Regions from separate parts of the Neogale vison genome. Here region 2 is linked to region 1. The links are chromatin contacts, called in public Hi-C maps. All regions are on one chromosome and are shown on one strand. The core of a region is the stretch at or near the end of the contact, and the rest is flanking DNA. Distances in the headings are between cores, read along the strand shown. Region 1 overlaps RNF38 (E3 ubiquitin-protein ligase RNF38). Region 2 holds the start of LOC122917464 (thioredoxin-dependent peroxide reductase, mitochondrial-like).

The links. Hi-C and Micro-C count contacts between places; a contact is called where the count stands out from the background.
Region 2: a Hi-C map of fibroblasts shows a contact between it and region 1, with 5 times the contacts expected there. The contact joins the promoter of LOC122917464 here to the enhancer-like site in region 1. A contact is called at or near these places in 2 of 3 Hi-C or Micro-C datasets (fibroblasts and muscle).

What each region holds. Positions count from the first base shown.
Region 1 is chr9:35,106,895-35,110,722 of ASM_NN_V1, reverse strand. All of the region lies in intron 1 of RNF38 (E3 ubiquitin-protein ligase RNF38), which reads right to left. Among named protein-coding and RNA genes, the nearest start is that of RNF38, 39 kb to the right of the region's middle. Within about 2 kb of position 1,937, the one cell type or tissue checked has open chromatin away from gene starts, as enhancers often do. A contact at or near this core is called in fibroblasts, where this site is marked.
Region 2 is chr9:35,256,955-35,260,636 of ASM_NN_V1, reverse strand. It overlaps LOC122917464 (thioredoxin-dependent peroxide reductase, mitochondrial-like), which reads left to right and starts at 2,216. Exons shown (of 1, transcript XM_044265363.1): 1 at 2,216-3,145. The coding sequence starts at 2,224. The coding sequence ends at 2,997. All of the region lies in intron 1 of GNE (bifunctional UDP-N-acetylglucosamine 2-epimerase/N-acetylmannosamine kinase), which reads right to left.

The DNA of each region.
Region 1 (3,828 bases), core at 688-3,187:
GCCCACGCTAAGACAGAAGAGCCAAACCATGGACCAGAAAGACCTGGGGAGGGTGAGAGAGAGAACCAGCTGGTGAAAGACTCTGCTTAAGCATGGAGGCATGTGTCTCTGTGAATGTGGGGCTACAGCTCCTTAATCCAGGTTTTCAATTTAGTACTTCAGAGTGTTAGCTGATCTCAAAGAGTGTCACAAAATAGCAAAATACCAGCAGTGAACACTCTCCTTTACAAAAGCAACTCACAGCTTCAACATATCACTTGAAGTGACAGCCTAGGAAAAGATATATTGAAACGCTTCTCCCTTTGAACTCTCATCCAGGCTTGAGCACTTCACCTTGAGATGGGACATGAGAGCCAGTCCCACTTACTGCAACACTAAGAAACTGAATTGTCTAGCTCTCCTGCACTCATTCCGCTCTAATCTAATCTTTGTCTTCCTTCTTCCCCTTGCCCCGAAGTTTTGGCTCTTGCACAGGAAAGCCTACCAAGCTCTGCAATGCGCTAAAAGTCTCCCGCTGCTCTGTGAGGTCCACACGAAAAACTGGACCTTCTCCTCAGGTTAGAGAGTGTCTCTCTGTAGGCTAGCCCTGCTGAAGTCCTAACTATGCTAAAAGCCTCCAGGCAGGACTTCTGGCCCGGCAAGTACAGACTCTACCAATGTTAAATTGATTTTTCATCACATCAAGGGTTATTTTCTGTTCTGGAATTTGAGGGCAGGGAGTCGATAAACAGGGCTCACATACATAGTGAGGGTTTTCCTGACTATCTCTAAGAGTGGATGACAACATGAAATCAGTACAACAGTTTACTTGAAATGCTTTGTTCATCGTCCTGTGCCTTTAAAAAAAAAAAAAATTTCAGAATAAGGAAATGGTTTAGAAACAACTTTTTTCTTTGTAGTAAAATAAAAATATAATCTAAAACCTGTTCATTAACTTGAAATGCACATCAAGCTAGACTGATGAAGCTCCTGTGATTAAGTGTAGCTAGAAATTTTGAGTCCAGGGTCCCATCCCTGTGGACTGAAAAGCACGATTGAGACACATTCCTCTTTGCTGCCACAGACCTGTGCATAACATGTCAAAAAAAAAAAAAAAATCAAACTGCTTTGCTTCTCCTTCTAGACCAAGAGCTTGTTGACAGCAGAAGCCCCACCTTACAACATATTTTGATATAATGAACCCAGTGCATCACTGGGCACATAGTAGGTATTAAATAAATACTTCTGAATGGTAAGATATGATACTCATTATGAATCCAGGAGATAAATTTTTTTTTTTTAAAGATTTTATTTATTTATGGGGCGCCTGGGTGGCTCAGTGGGTTAAGCCGCTGCCTTCAGCTCAGGTCATGATCTCAGGGTCCTGGGATCGAGTCCCGCATCGGGCTTTCTGCTCAGCAGGGAGCCTGCTTCCCTCTCTCTCTCTCTGCCTGCCTCTCCATCTACTTGTAATTTCTCTCTGTCAAATAAATAAATAAAATCTTTAAAAAAAAAAAAAAGATTTATTTATTTGACAGAGAGAGATCCCAAGTAGGCAGGGAGGCAGGCAGAGAGAGAGGAAGGGAAGCAGGCTCCCCGCCGAGCAGAGAGCCTAATGCAGGACTCAATCCCAGGACCCTGAGATCATGACCTGAGCCAAAGGCAGCGGCTCAACCCACTGAGCCACCCAGGCGCCCCAGGAGATAAATTTCTAACTAAAAGTTTTGCTGTCTCCAAAGGATTCAAATTTGCCACCAACCTCAAGCCCTAGATGTGTAGGCATTTGGTAATGTGATGCTAGTAAATGTTTTAGTAACAAATGACCTGCTAAAATAGATGACTAAGGAGAGGCATACGTCCCCAAAGCAGGAATGAAAATACAAATTTTTAAGATTCTGAATTCTTGAGCCCTCTTAGCATACTTAGTATTCAAAATAACTACTGAGTAAGTAACAGAAATGTAAACACAGAAAGGAAATGGTCTTGCCAACTACCATTTGCTTTCTATTTTCTTTTCAAATCCAGTGACCTTAGGATGAAGGCCAAGAAGAAGCCTGAGATTTCAACACTCAAATTTATTAACTGTGTTAAGAGACCTAAATAAAAATTCACTCATGTGAACTCTGTAATTGGGTTTGTTTTCATTTATGTGCATTAACTGTCATGGGCAACAAAGAGCAGCAGCTTCTACCCTGTGAATTCTGTTTAACTAAACAGCACTGGAAGAGGGTGATTCTTCACTGCAATACTGAAACCCACATACAGCTCAACAGCTATGAAAGGCTGGAACCTTTATGACCCATCAAATCTCTCTCTACCAGTTTACAATGAGCACATAACTAAGGTCCACCGAGGGGAAATGACTTGCCCCAGGCCTACAAAAAGTTAATGGCAGAGCAAGGGCTAAAGATCTTGAAGCTGAGGCCAGGGATCTGCTACCCCAAACCATGTCCCTGCAGCTATCAGATCTGTGTTCACTGTGATAAACTATACCAAAGTGTTATGCAAGTACAAATGCAAACTGAAATGATCAAATATAGCAAACCTTCCTGAGCAGGCTTCTCAGAAGAACTGAATCTTCTAGCTGACTTCATTTTCTGGTTACTAAAGGTTGTTTTTGGTAACTGAACCTCACAATGATCAGGAATAAAACTTGGATAAAATCAGAATGAACACCAGTCCTATCTCTAGACATACGAAGAGAGTCATTTTCTTTTGATATCCTTTTGCTATCAAGTAGTGGTGGTACAGCACAAAGCCCTACTGCTGACTAGCTGGGCGGTATCATGGAAGCCAACCTCTCCAGAACTCAGTTCTCACATCTTTAAAAAGAACAGGTCGAACTAAATAATGCAAGATCCCTTCCAGCTCTGAAATTCAGAACATCTAGAACTAAGCATGCTTTCTTGTAATTTACAATGTTCTCCAGAAAGTGCCTATATTTCCCCCTACAAAAAAAGTTCTGAGCATGTGATTATCTCAGACCAGTTAAAACACCCAACTGAGGGGCACCTGGTGGCTCAGTTGGTGACTGAGATCAAGCATTTGACTTGATCTCAGCTCATGTCTTGATCTCTTAAGTTCAGGCCCCATGATGACATCCATGGTGATGGTGAGCATGGGACCTACTTAAAAAACAAACCAAAAAAAACCTGATACCTAGATCTCCTCTACAAATACTCGTAACTCTAACGAATACTAGCTTTTTGGTTTATGAGGAGCTGCACAGGGATTTGCCACAGTTTAAGACACTTTGGAGCCCTAAAATGGTATGGGAATGGGGACAGTTGCTCAACTAGATGGAAACAGCTTTCCAAGACCCCTCATTATATCTCAGCAGTTCCAATTTAATGTTTTATTTATCATGGTTTTGCTGCTCAAAGTAATTCTGGAAGCTCACTGATTTAAAGGCTAGTCCAGGGGGTGCCTGGGTGGCTCAGTCGTTAGTGTCTGAGGCAGGGACCTCCACATCATGCTCCCTGCTCAGCGGGAGGCCTCCTTCTCCCTCTCCCATTCCCCCTGCTTGTGTTCCCTCTCTGTCACTCTCTCTCTGTCAAATAAATAAATATTTTTTAATAAATAAAATATTTTTTATAAAAATAAACAATAAAGGCTGGTCCAGGTCTTTCTCCCTAAAAAGGTGACAGTGTAACAAACACATATTAGTTCTTTTCACCCAGAACTGTATTACTAAACTTCCTCGTGTATTTATATGCTAACAAACGTGGTCATGAGGCTGTCCTTTTTATGGTGGCAAAACATACAACATAAAATCTACTATCTTAACCATTTTTAAGTGTATAATTCAGTGGCATTAATTATTATTCACTATATTGTGTAACCACTGCC
Region 2 (3,682 bases), core at 967-3,466, 150 kb before region 1:
GTGAAACTTAACTACTCATCCAGAGTTCTTGCTCGGAGGCAAATTTCAAACCCTAACTTTTGCATTTCATGTATTTCATTTAATAATGAAGCTGTAAGTTACAGAGTACTTAGGAACTAGTACTTAGTAACTATTTCTCCGGCAACTAGCCTGGAGCTACTAAAAGGTCATTTTCAGCCACAAAAGGACGACTTTAAGGGGATTTGTGTAAGGAAGTGCCAACAGATTTTATTAAATATCACTTTGGATAGTATGTGGAGAATGGATTGGCACTGAAAGAATGGTGGCAGTGAAAAAAAATAATCTGGAAGGATACATAAAAAACTGGTCCCACTGACAGGGACGGAAGGAGATGGACTTTTCCACCAAATACCTATTTATAATATCTTTTGTGTTTTGTAATATATGCACATATTGCATATTAAAGAGAACAAAAATGTTAAAAATGGTGACAGTGAAACTCAACTGGATGATATGAGATTGAATTTGGAAGCAGAATTGAAAATTATGGATTAGGTATGAGGGAATGAGAGAAAAGGATGGAAACAAGGATGACATCCAGGTGTCTGGTGTTAGTAATTGGGTGATTGGTGCTATTTATCAAGATGAGAGAAAAGCTGAGGGAGTGACCATGTTTGGTAAGTTAAAAGTAAAGTTTTATTTTGGGATATATTTGAGATGCCTATTAAGTGAACAATAAGATATATGAATCTGGACATAGATTCACCAGAGAGTGCGTTAGTTTTCTATTGCTGCTACAACAAATTATCTCTAACCTAGTGGTTAAAAACTAATGTATTATCTTGCAGTTCTCTCCAGAACTCAGGAGTCTGAAATGAGTTTTACCCAGCTAAAATCAAAGTAGCAATATAGATATCATCACAAGAAAAGAAAATTGAACTGTTTGGTGACAGATGTTAGCTAAACATAATGGTGATCACTTCACAATATATACATATATCAAATCATTTCGCTGTATACTTGAAAGTAATATATAACATCTCAAATATATGTCTTTTTTTTTTTTTTTAAGGTATCAGTGGGTCGGCCTTCCCTAGGGGGCAGTGGACAATCTACTTCCTTGCCTTTCCTTGGCTACGGGCTGCCCTCATTCCTTGGTTTGTGGCCCCTCTGACCTCTGTTTCCCTTGTCACATTTCCTCTTCCTCCTTGACTTAAAAAGACTCTTGTGAGTATAGTCCAGGATATTCTTGCCCTCTCAAAATCCTTAATCACACTGTCAAAGTCTCTTTTCTATATAAGGGGACATTCACAAGTTCTAGGGATTAAGACATGGCTCTTCGGGAGCTATTTTGCCTAACACAAGTGGTATCAAAACCCCCAGGAAATGTTCAAGATGGACACATTGCTTTTATTTATTTATTTATAATTTTTTAGGGATTTTATTTATTTGAGACAGAGAGGTACAGAGAGAGCATGAGCCATGGGAGAGGCAAAGGGAGAAGAAGAGGGAGAAGCAGGCTTCCTGCTGAGCCAGGAGCCTTATATGGTGCTCAATATATGGATTGATATGGGGCTCATGGGGCTCGATATGGAGCTCAATATGGGGCTCGATCCCATCATGACCTGAGGCGAAGGCAGACATTTAACCATCTGACCCAATCAGGCACCCCAAGATGGGCATAAGCTTACATAAACTTTTAAACTTACATGCCAGGGGCACCTGGCTGGCTCAGTCAATGGAGCATGTGACTCTTGATTTCGGGGTTGTGAGTTGGAGCCCCACACTGGGTGCAGAAATTACTTAGAAATAAAAATCTTTAGGGGCACCTTAGTGGCTCAGTCGGTTAAGCCTCTGCCTTTGGCTCAGGTCATGGTCTCAGCGTCCTGGGATGGAGCCCCACATTAGGCTCTCTGCTCATTGCTTCCCCCTTTCTCTCTGCCTGCCTCTCTGCCTACTTTTGATCTCCATCTGTCAAATAAAATCTTTTAAAGAAATAAAACATAAAATCAAAATCTTTAGGGCGCCTGGGTGGCTCAGTTGTTGCGTGTTTGCCTTCAGCTTGGGTCATGATCCCAATATCCTGGGATCAACCCCCTGAATTGGCCGGGGTGTCCCTGCTCAGTGGGGAGCCTGCTTCTCCCTCTTCCATTACCCGTGCTTGTATTCCCTCTCTCACTCTCTGTCAAATAAATAAAATATTTTTAAATAAATAAAATATTTTAAAAATAATAGTTACGGCGAATCTCGCGCGCACTGAAGATGGCGGCCGCATTGGGAAGATTGCTCCGGGCTTCGATTGCCCGACATATGAATGCTGTTCCTTGGGGCATCTCTGCCTCTGCAGCCCTCAGACCTGCTGCTTCCCGAAGAACGTGCCTGACGAATGTATTGTGGTCTAGTTCTGGTCAAGCAAAATTCGCTTTTAGCACCAGTTCCTCATACCACGCTCCTGCAGTCACTTAGCACGCACCCTATTTTAAGGGCACCGCCGTTGTCATTGGAGAGTTCAAAGACCTAACCCTCGATGACTTTAAGGGAAAATATTTGGTGCTTTTCTTCTATCCTTTGGACTTCACCTTTGTGTGTCCTACAGAAATTGTTGCTTTTAGCGACAAAGCCAATGAATTTCACGACGTGAACTGTGAAGTTGTTGCAGTTCCAGTGGATTCCCACTTTACCCATCTCGCCTGGGTCAACACACCAAGGAAGAATGGCGGCTTGGACCACATGAACATCGCACTCTTGTCAGATCTGAATAAACAGATTTCCCGAGACTATGGCGTGCTGTTGGAAGGCCCCGGAATTGCTCTGAGAGGCCTCTTCATCATTGACCCCAATGGCATCATCAGGCATTTGAGTGTCAATGATCTCCCCGTGGGCCGAAGTGTGGAAGAGACCCTCCGCCTGGTGAAGGCATTCCAGTTTGTGGAAACCCATGGAGAAGTCTGCCCAGCGAACTGGACCCCGGATTCTCCTACGATTAAGCCACATCCAACTGCTTCCAAAGAATACTTTGAGAAGGTGAATCAGTAGATCATCCCGTGTGAACCCACCTCTTCTCACGTCAGGAGAGAGCCACAGCTGGAACTCACTTTGAGCATTTCAAAGATGATTATTTATAGAAGACAAAACAATTATGCTTGTACTCATAAGTAATACTCGAAATGTTTTGTTTTTTAACATTGGCGGAGGCTTTTAAATGTCCTCACACACATAAAGCGTCCTTTATTGGTAACCTCCTGATGACTGACTAGTTTATAGGATGCTGGTTCATCTGTTCCTTTGATTGTGTCTTCAGTGGGAAGAGGAAACGTTCTTTGTTGGTCTTACTTGAACCTTTATGTACACCAGAATAGTACAACACACACCGAAGCTTCTGATCAAGGGTCCTGAAATTTCTTCTTGAGTTTCTTTGTACTAAACTGAATTTTCTTTTAAGGTGACAAAGATCATACATAGTTTTAAGGTGTTAACATCAATGGTCTAATTTAACTCTTCCAATGGATGTATGTGTACTTGAAACAAATGTGAATCATGTTTTTTTTAAAAAAACACTCTTGGGGGCGCCTGGGGAGCTCAGTGGGTTAAAGCCTCTGCCTTGGGCTCAGGTCATGATCCCACTGGTCCTGGGTGGGGATCAAGCTCCGCAGGGAGCCTGCTTCCCTCTGTCTCTGCCTGCCTCTCAGCCTACTTGTGATCGCTGTCAAATAAATAAATA